2 separate regions of the Mus musculus genome follow, and region 2 is linked to region 1. The links are chromatin contacts, called in public promoter capture Hi-C maps. All regions are on one chromosome and are shown on one strand. Each heading gives the region's core, a stretch centred on a gene start, on an enhancer-like site or on the middle of the called end of the contact. The rest is flanking DNA. Distances are from core to core; before and after follow the strand shown.

The links. Promoter capture Hi-C pulls out the DNA fragments that hold promoters and counts their contacts.
Region 2: a contact with region 1 is called in a promoter capture Hi-C map of hippocampal neurons, with 5 times the contacts expected there. The contact joins the promoter of Aox3 here to the promoter of Sgo2a in region 1. A contact is called at or near these places in 12 of 39 promoter capture datasets (the 3T3-L1 cell line, 3T3-L1-derived adipocytes, cranial neural crest and 8 more), 7 of 484 Hi-C or Micro-C datasets (cerebellum, cerebral cortex, cortical neurons and 3 more) and 2 of 9 other capture datasets (adipose tissue and pancreatic islet).

What each region holds. Positions count from the first base shown.
Region 1 is chr1:57,991,971-57,997,422 of GRCm38.p6, forward strand. Sgo2a (shugoshin 2A) reads left to right here and starts at 4,004. Exons shown (of 9, transcript NM_199007.2): 1 at 4,004-4,342.
Region 2 is chr1:58,110,313-58,115,362 of GRCm38.p6, forward strand. It overlaps Aox3 (aldehyde oxidase 3), which reads left to right and starts at 2,824. Exons shown (of 35, transcript NM_023617.2): 1 at 2,824-3,000; 2 at 4,559-4,616. The coding sequence starts at 2,947.

The sequences.
Region 1 (5,452 bases), core at 2,754-5,253:
GCTCAACCCCTATGTCAAAATATGATTGGATTGCTAAAGCCCACCCTGCTCCCCTTACTTTATGGTTTTATGCTTTAAATATGCTGTGCTACGCCCTTCAGTACTGCGTTTTGGCTCCTGAGTCTGTTCTGTGGCCTGATCAGTAACAGCTTGATTACAATAAACTTTTATCATCTACATTGACCTACCTGGTCTTTGACTTATGACTGATCCCAAAACACAACATCAATCAATTTAAGAATAGTCTTCAACATCTGGGGGAAAGGGGAGGTAAGTTGACAGAGTAAGCCGTGTTCAAGCTAGGGGTTTACATAGTTGAGGCATTTTTGCTTTTTGCTTTCTCAAGCACAGTAAGCTTAAACTTTAAATATAATGTTAGCCATCACAGAAGAAAGTAATATCCAAACAAAGGAATCTGTTCATCAGAACCATCTTCATCAGCCTCTATTTAATAAAGGAGGAAACAAAACAGAGATAAAACGCCTTGGTCAAAGTTAAGTGACCAGTAAATGGTGGTGCTAGGGCCACTGTCATTTAAGAGCGTGTAGTGGTGCTCACCTCGGCAGCACATGTATTAACACTGGAAGGATACGAGATTAGCATGGCCCCATCCAAGGCTGAACCAGTCCACATGGTTACAGGAGTTCTCATGGGTGGTAGCTCACCCTGTGATCCCAGCTCATGGAAGGCTGAAGCAGAAGAGTTGCTACAAAATTGAGAGCTTTTTGGAGCTACATAGTGAGTCTCGGCTAGCCTTGACTAAAGAGTAGGACATCTAAAAACTATGCTAGTCATGATACCCCAAACTTTTAATATTTAAACAAGGGTAAAGTTTTCAGTGAAATGAAAGTGTGCTGCTTAATCAAGTGTAAGCCTTCAGGCAAGTATGTGGAAGTGATGGCCAAAAGGAGATGGACTGGCATAGGAAGAGGAGTCATTTCTGGTTTTGAAAAGCAATGCAGGCTCTATGGTTAGTGTGAGACCCACATGAGGTCATGCATATTTGGTTTTGGACTCCAGATGTGGCTCTCAATAGCTCTGTGACCTTAGTCAATTTGTAATTACAAGGAGTACGAAAAAAAGAAACATATAACATGTACTGAATATTTGATGAATTAGGTTAGGTAAACTAAATACTGGTTAGTTTAACTACTAAACATTAGGGTTCTTAGGGCATATAACCAGAAGTGGTATAGCTTCTGAGTCATATGAATTTCTCTTTTCCAGTTTGGATTAATTTGCATTTCTATGAGCAATGTATAAGGATTTGTTTATTTTCATCAGTTTTTTTTTTAAATGATAGCCATTTGTCTGGGATAAGATGTAATCTTAATGCAGTTTTAATTTATTTTCCCCTGATGTCTAAGGATGTTGACCTGTTTTCACACTGATGGCTATTTATGCTTTATTGTTTTAAAAAGGGAAGAAGGACAAGCTGTATTACAGAGCAATAGAGATAAAAACTGCATGGTATTGGTATAGAGACAGGCAGGTAGATCAATGGAATAGAATTGAAAACCCAGAAATGAGCCCACACACCTATGGTCACTTGATCTTTGACAAACAAGCTAAAACCATCCAGTGGGAAAAAGACAGCATTTTCAACAAATTGTGCTGGTTCAACTGGCAGACAGCATGTAGAAGAATGCAAATCAATTCATTCTTGTCTCCTTGTACAAAGCTCAAGTCCAAATGGATCAAGGACCTCCACACCTCCATATGACACCAGATACACTAAATCTGGTGTCTACTAAAAGAAAAAGTGGGGAAGAGCCTTGAACACATGGGTACAGGGGAAGTTTTCCTGAGCAGAACACCAATGGCTTATGCTCTAAGATCAACTATAGACAAATGGGACTCATAAAATTGTAAAGCTTCAGCCAGGCAGTGGTGGCAAACGCCTTTAATCCCAGCACTTGGGAGGCAGAGGCAAGCAGATTTCTGAGTTCGAGGCCAGCCTTGTCTACTGAGTGAGCTTCAGGACAGCCAGGGCTATACAGAGAAAGCCTGTCTTGGGGGGGAAAAAAAAGAAAAAAATTGCAAAGCTTCTGTGAGGCAAAGGACATTGTCAATAGGTCAAAATGGCAACCAACAGATTGGGAAAAGATCTTTACCAACCCTACATCCAATAGAGGGCTAATATCCAATATGTACAAAGAACTCAAGAAGTTAGACTCCAGAGAACTAAACAAAAAATTCTCAACTGAGGAATAACGAATGGGTGAGAAGCACCTAAAGAAATGTTCAACATCCTTAGTCATCAGGGAAATGCAAATCAAAACAACCCTAAGGTTCCACCCCACAGCAGTCAGAATGGCTAAGATTAAAAACTCAGGTGACAGCAGATGCTGGTGAGGATGTGGAGAAAGAGGAACACTTCTCCTTGTTGGTAGGATTGCGAGCTGGTACAAGCACTTTGGAAATCAGTCTGGCAGTTCCTCAGAAAATTGGACATAGTACTACCTGAAGACCCAGCTATACCACTCCTGGGTATATACCCAGAAGATGCTCTAACACATAAGATGCTCCACTATGTTCATATATATATATTATGATATATCTGTACACACATATGTATAATATTATGATATATTATATGTAATATTATAATGTATATCATAATATAATAATAGCCAGAAGCTGGAAAGAACCCAGATGTCTTTCAACCGAGGAACAGAAAATGTGGTACATTTCTACAACAGAGCACTACTCAGCTATTTAAAAACAATGACTTCATGAAATTCTTAGACAAATGGATGGAACTAGAAAACCTGAGTGAGGTAACCCAGTCACAAAAGATCACACATGGTACACACTCACTGACAAGTAGATATTAGCCCAGAAGCTCAGAATACCCAAGATACAATTCACAGACCACATGAAGCTCAAGAAGAAGGAAGACCAAAGTGCTCCAGTGCTTCTTAGCAGGGGAAACAGGCTACTCACAGGAGGAAATACAGAGGCAAAGTGTGGAGCAGAGAATGAAGGAAAGGCCATCCAGAGACTGCCCCACCTAGGGATGACAAGGTTCTTTTTAAAAGATTTATTATTTTATATGTATATTTTGCCCGAATGTACGCATGCATGTATGTATGTACACCATATGCATATCTGGTGCCTGCAGAGGCCAGAAGAGGACATAAGATTCCCCAGAATTGGAGTTACAGATGGCTGTGAGCCACCATGTGAGTGCTGATAACTAAACCTGGGTCCTTTGCAACAAATGCTCATGACCTCTAAATGCCATATTTGTAGTATTTATTTATTTATTTAGGTTTTTCAAGACAGGGTTTCTCTGTGTAGCCCTGGCTGTCCTGGAACTCACTCTGTAGACAAGACTGGCCTCGAACTCAGAAATTTGCCTGCCTCTGCCTCCCAAGTGCTGGTATTAAAGGTTCCCAAGTGCTGGTATTAAAGGTATGCACCATCACTGCCTGGCTTCTATTTGTATTTTTAATATGATGGAACAGAGCAGTTTTTTAAAATATCGTTTCTCGAAATTCTACATATATATATTATTATTAACCTTTTGTAAAAAGAACCAAACTGACTTGAAAAATAAGACTAACACATTTTAAAATATAGTTGAAATAGTTTAAAATGCCACTCTGTGTACTCTGCTAAAATGGAGTATCATTGCAGCACTTCCAAGTGCAAAATTGAGAAAGGCTTTTAAGTGAAGTGTAAAGAAGCAAGGATCACAATTGGAAGGCAAGAATGCAGAAACTGGATGCAGACAAATAATCACACAGTGAACAACACAAAGCCCTGCGAAGGACTAGAGGTGCCTGCCAACCCTCAGAGTGTCCCTTTATCCGTGGTGAATGGCCCTCTCTGTCAGGGCTGGTGGAAATGGCTACCAGAAGCTCAGAGAGGCAAGGAGAACCTTTTCACGCTCGCTGCAGCCCGCCCGGCTCACCCAGCCACGCCCACTCGACCCTCTCCAGTACGTCCCGCCCCTTCCGTCTTCCACTTCCGGGTGGCAGCGCATCTTTGCGCCGCCTTCTCGGAATCTGATTGGCTGGAGCATAAACGCTAACTGCCGCGCAGTTTAAACCTGAATCCTGGTCTTCGCGGATTGTCGCGCTTCCCTGGCAAGTGTGGGCACCCACAGCTGAAGGGGTCGCTGGTAGGCGTGGACGAGGCCAGCGCGGCCAGCAAGGCCTGCGAAGCCGGAACCCTTCTCGGTAGCCACTCCTGGCGCCTCAGTCCTCGCCGCCGCGCGTCGGCTTGCAGGGCCGGGACGCGGAGCCGGGACGCGGAGCCGCCTTCGGATCGGGGCGGTAACCTCTGTTCTGACTTTGAGCTCCCAGCTGGGCGAGGGGTCGCCACTAGTTTTCAGGTCAGTACCTGGAGGGAAAGGGATCTAGGTCCTTGTGACCAGGTCTGAAACGGCTGCTTTCGTGTAGGTAAGGATGCACCTACACGCATCTCCAGGGTAGGGCTTCTGCCAGGCTTGTTTCGAACAGAGAACTAATAGCTTGGCCGGGATCTGGGTATTGGGAGCTGACACTTAGAAATGGAGATGTGCTATATGCTAGGGCGTGGCATGGGGGTCCACAGGAGGGAGGAAAGCAGGGTGTGTCATCAGGATCTGTTTATTCCCGCCCCCCTCAGAAGTGGGATCAAAGAATGAGAAGAGGTCACAGTAGAAGGTCTGCCACAGGGCTGTGGATGAGACGGGGGATTGGACTGGAGGGAAAGTTGAAGATCTGCAGCTAGCCTCCTTGTTTCCCTGCTCAGATTGTGAGGTGAAAACCTGCAATTAGCCTACCAGCTTCCCTGCGGTTTTATGGTTTGTTTGTTTGTTTTTGGTGGGGGGGGGGGGCGAAACTTTAGAACAGTTGAACTTTACTGTTGAAACGTTCCTAGTGAACTTCCTCCCCGTTGCAGAAATTCGCCCCCCGCCCCCAACCATCTTCTCGGTCATTTGCTTAACAGCTTTCCACATCTGCTCAATGCTTTCAAACATGACCATTTCAACATTGGGCAGATTTTTTTTCTACTGAGAAGTTCTTTCATGTGTTCATATATATTTCTATTAGAAATGTTTATCCAAGGAGCTGCTATGTGCCAGGCACTAAGAGTTCAGCAGAAAACACATTTAATAGAAACTTCTGCCTGTCAGCATTACCCTAATCTCTGCTCTTCTCCGTGAAGATGTTTGTGATGGCGTTAGGGATGCCTAGATAAATAAGAATCTTTTCATTGGATCCTTATACTAGATCTGCAGACTATGTATAGATTGAGAATTGCAGGTACCTGACTAGGTCACTTTGTAGCCTACTATAGGACCGCTTCCGGGTTGGGAAGAGTTGGAGGGCAGTTAGGGTGAGGAAGGTAAAGATAATGAGGAATCTTGTGGAATCTAGGGATTTTTGTGATGGACATAAAAGGAACACTGAGATTGTTCTGTGGACTCAGAGCAAGGAGCAGAGTGGCTTGTGGCGGG
Region 2 (5,050 bases), core at 1,574-4,073, 120 kb after region 1:
TAGAAGCTTCCATGATGAAAAAGTTACCAAACAAGCCACTGGACAAAAAGACATGGCTGCCTTCCTCCTTGGCTACCCCAGGGCTGGAACAGGATGTGATAGGATCCAGGCACTCACAATCACAGTCATCATCCTAAGGTCACACGAAACACCCTGTCAGAAGAATCTACAGCAAAGTGTGAGCATGGAACCCACCGGCATCGCTCACGCTCTGTACTGCCAGGTACTGAAAGTATAACAAAGTAAAAACAGAATTCTAGGCCTTTAGGCCCAGACTTGGGAATGTGGCCTTTGTAAAGGTATGCTAATCATAAAACAGATAGTGACATTCCTCCACCCACCTGCTTCCTGGGTTCAAAGAGTGCTCATTCAAAGAAAGTCACCCTGACCATTACCAGAACCTTGCAATGCAAATGTGCTACCAGGTATTCCTTGTGACTCTTGTAACTTTGCACTTCCTTGTGACTCTTAACTGGTATCTTTGGTATCTTCCAACAACGCCCTCCCCACTTCCTTGAGTTGTGGTTTCTTCCTTTAAATACCCCCTTACCCAGCTACTCGGGCACCACGGTCCTCTACCCCTGCGTGGTGTATGACCGTGGGCCCGAGAGTGCTCTTGAATAAAAATCCTCTTGCAGTTTGCAACAAGACCGTTTCTTGTGGGTGATTTTGGGGTGTCGCCTCTCCTGAGTCAGAACGTGGGGGAGTCCTCACGTTGTGGGTCTTTCAGTACCACTCTGACAGTCCTGGAGAGCTTAAGCAGCTGGAGTGTCAGGTTGGAAGTCCCCCCCCCCCCAGGATGCAGATGTAAGAAGTGAAAGACCGTGTGGTGCTCTGCCTCACTGACAATATGCTATCAGAAAAGAGTTGAACATTTATAGATTATGCAATTAGCCATTATATGCTTCAAAATTCTTCAGTTAAGAACATAAAAACCCTAATAAAAATGAAAGGACACAAAAAGAAATAGAAATATGCCCTAAATATATAGCAAGTAGATAAGATAAGAGAAATGCCAGCTAACTGTGAACCATCCTCAGATACTGGAGAAAGGGAGGGTGGGGTAACAACGGAGATGAGAAGCACACCCTGCCATACAGGACTTGTATGGCGCACGTGACTCAGGAAAGAGTTGCCTCCAGCAAGATACTCACTTCTAAGCCAAGAATTCCAGTCAGAGAGTTTGCTCAGCAGGAACCCTTGCTCAATACCCTTCTTCCCTACCCCACCACCAATCCCCTTTCTGATTTCACCTAACTTACTCTAGGATCCACCCACCCCCCTGTTTCTCCTGTTGTTCCTTTTCTGGCTTCATGACTCACATACTCTCCTCTCACCTAACTGCATGTGTGTGTGTGTGTGTGTGTGCGTGTGTGTGTGTGTGTGTGTGTGTGTGTGTGTGTGTGTGTGTGTGAGAGAGAGAGAGAGAGAGAGAGAGAGAGAGAGAGAGAGGGAGAGAGAGAGAGAGAGAGAGATTTCGAACTGTTATGCAAACGAGGGGTGGGGCTCAACCAAAACAAAATATGCATGAAATGCTGTAAGGAAACCTCTTACTCTGTATTCTAATTTTAAAATAAAAGTTAGCAGAATAAAATCCAGAAGCAAACAAGCAAACAAACAAAACCTGCTTAAAATAAAAGTAAGGAGAGAGAGGAATGAGGGAGCTGGGTAGGTGGACAGGTTGGCTCTAAATATGCAAAAATAGAGCTCAATTTCCACTGCATCATATTTTTAACACACTCTCTCTCTCTCTCTCTCTCTGTGTGTGTGTGTGTGTGTCTGTGTGTGTCTGTGTCTGTGTCTGTGTCTGTGTCTGTGTCTGTGTCTGTGTCTGTGTCTGTGTCTGTGTCTGTGTCTGTGTCTGTGTCTGTCTCTGTCTCTGTCTCTGTCTCTGTCTCTGTCTCTGTCTCTGTGTCTGTGTCTGTGTGCTCACCTGGGCACTCAATGCCCAGAGAGAGCAGAAATGTTCATACCCCTGGAGCTGGAGTTACAGAAAGTCTGTGTTGCCCAACAAAGTAGCCAGTGCTCTTATCTACTGAGCCCTCTCCTGCCCTGTAGAATATTTATAACTGGAAATCTGAGAACAATTCACAATGTAAATGACTGTCAGGCATGTTTGGTAGTAACATTCCCAGTGCCTCTACTGTGCAGCTGCTGCTTTAAGCTCTTTCCCTGCATGGGCTCCTTTAATCCCCACATCAATCTTCCCCTGAGGAAGATGTTTTTGTTGTTGTTGTTGTTGTTTTGTTTTGTTTTGTTTTTTCCAACTCCTAGGTAAATCCACTGAGGTACAGACAGCCAAAGTAACTTGGGAGAAAGAAAAAGGAAAACAATTTTGAAATCATGTGAATGGTTTAATTTCACCTTTTAGAAATTAACAAAAATATTGTTGAGAAAGTAACAAAAATCCATGTGGGCATTTATGTGTGTTCATAAATGCCATCTAACCCTGCAACAGCATGCGTGAATCTGGTTGCTAAATGTTGGCACAGAGAAATTCTACTTTGTTGCTTCTCATACTTGTATCATTTCTTAGAGCATTCTTTGTATAGTTTAACGGCAAAAATAGCAAGCAAATACACTTAGTGTGAAGACATAGATCTGAGAGCAGTGAAGAGCAGCCCATCGGCATCCCTTCCACGTCACCGATAACAGCGCCTTCTTGTTGGAAAACGCCCTCTAGTGGCTAGCGCCTGGGGCGTGGAGAAGTGAGTCCGGAGCTGGTGCTGGGCCAGGTTTTAAGGAAAGAGGGAATTGGAAGCAGGAGGAAGGTTGGGAGCGATGATGGGCAGGGCTGGGTGGGAGGAGTCCTCAGGCAAAGCCACAGAGCAGATTTAAATCCTGTAGGGCAATTCGGTCTCCTGCAGAGCACAGCAGTTCATCTGAGAGGTGGACTTAGACACATTAGGTACAGTTGCACAGAGTGTGGACGACTATCCTCAAGTAATGTCTCCTTCTAAGGAGTCAGATGAGCTTATTTTCTTTGTGAATGGAAAAAAGGTAAGTTCTCTACACTGTAATTAATAAATGTACATAAGAAACTCTGGTAGAAGCGATCTGTCATTAGCATTGCCAAAATGAAGGGCTGTGTGGGGTCGGGGAGTTGTTGCTCAAATGATCTAGCGATCTGCTATGCTTCTTGGGGAACAAGGGAGGGGGGGAAGAGAGAGAGAATCTATAATGTTTTGGGACTAGTAGGGAGAAAGTGTGCAGCTATGTGTCTCCAAACCAAGCCTTGTCTCATTTGAATGCACCTAAGCACTGGGCACTGGCTTCCTTGCAAGAGAATCTTCTAACTCTTCCTCAATACCTCTTCCAGCTCTGACTCAAACTTCTGTGCCACCCAACTTCTGCTTTCACATGTATGCACAGATCCAGAGTCCAAGGTCTTTAGGTTATTTACAAATGCTTTTAAACCCTTGGGTCAGGAAGAATGGAAGAGAAAAACCTACTGGAAGGCCAGGTGAACTGTTAATTTACATGTTAACACCTTACTCCTTTAAGATTGGATTCATGCCTGTAATGCCAGAATTGGAGGGGGGTTGAGGCCAACTTAGTCTCAGAGTGAGCTTCAGGACATCAAGGGCTATGCAATGAGACTCTTGTCTCATAAGTAAATAAGTAAGCAAGCAAATAAACAAATGAAGGGTCTTGTCTCACTTAAGAAATGAAGCCTTTTCTTCTTTGTCTTGAGCTCTTGAGACCTAGACAAGACCTAAAATGACTGCGGTACTGTCTGCATATATGCTGGACGTTCTTGACGATTGTGTATGATGTGAAGGTCCACAGCCTGTTCTCAGCACTGTTGGCACAGGGAAAAGGGCAGTCAGAGTTTAAGCTGAGCTTGTGGTATTGTGTGGGGTGTGCGTGAGGTGTGTGTTTTGTATGCTGTGCTGTGAAGGCTCAGGGTGATTGTGCAACGTGGCCAAGATCTCTTGGCTAACAAATACTGGGGAGAACTTGGCTTTCATCTCTGGGTTCCTTTCTTTGCTCTGTGATCCCTTCCTGGGGGAGGTGACCATTCGTCTAAGACACTAATGCTAAAGGGAGAGGTGGGGCTTTCCTGAGTGTTTTCCTAGGGCTGCTGAAGGAATGCTGTTTGTCTGCTGCTGTCAGAGCTCCTGTTTATTTAACTTTTCAAAACTGGATGGAGAACACAGACCAAAAAACAAAACAAAACAAAACAAAAATATTTTGGTGGTAGTGATAAGAATTAAAACTCTTAGTTTAATTCTCTGTCTTCTACTATAAGGTAGGGATGCACGAATTGTTTAAGTATATGGCTCTTCAACTTTTTATTAGTCTCTTGAACCCATATTGTGCTAGAATTCAAAGGTTTGTTAAATCTCTGTTGCTCCTCTAAAACAAAGCCAGACATTTCCCTGTCAAAGTATAGCCAAGTACAATATAGCATTATATAATTTCATAATTGCAAAGAGGGATGGGTGTTTAATCAAGTCAGGCAATCAAGGTCAACAAATATGTTCTAAATCCTTCTTGCTATTCAGAAACCAACACGGCAACTTCCTCAACTTATACGGTCACTTCCTCTCTCCAGGTCACCGAGAGGAATGCAGACCCTGAGGTTAATTTATTGTTCTACTTGAGAAAAGTCAGTATCCTTTTGCTTGTTTGAGAAAACAAACCAGCTTTGCAGCTCTGGGAACTAAGGAGCTTCGCTCGCATTCACAGAGCTGTTTCCACCGCATTTTACCGAGAATCAAGAGTGTTTTACTTGTGCATAGGAGCAGTGTGGCATGAGGTCACTTGCCTTGTAAATGGGACTGGACTTGAGAGTACTGACAAATTTAAGCAAGTTCAAGGATCGCCCGGGGATATGAAGAGTCACCTGGGGACACTGACCAGAATCTGAAGTTCAGGAGCAGGAAGAGGTGTAAAAGAACATGCGCAAGTGTGAGAACCAGAGTCTGGGTTCCCAGAAATCACACAAGGCCTGGCATGGCAGTGCACATCTGCTAATCTAATACTCGTCCAGCAAGATGGGAGATAAATGGACTCGAGTCTCTGAAAGTTCATGGGCTAGCCTGTG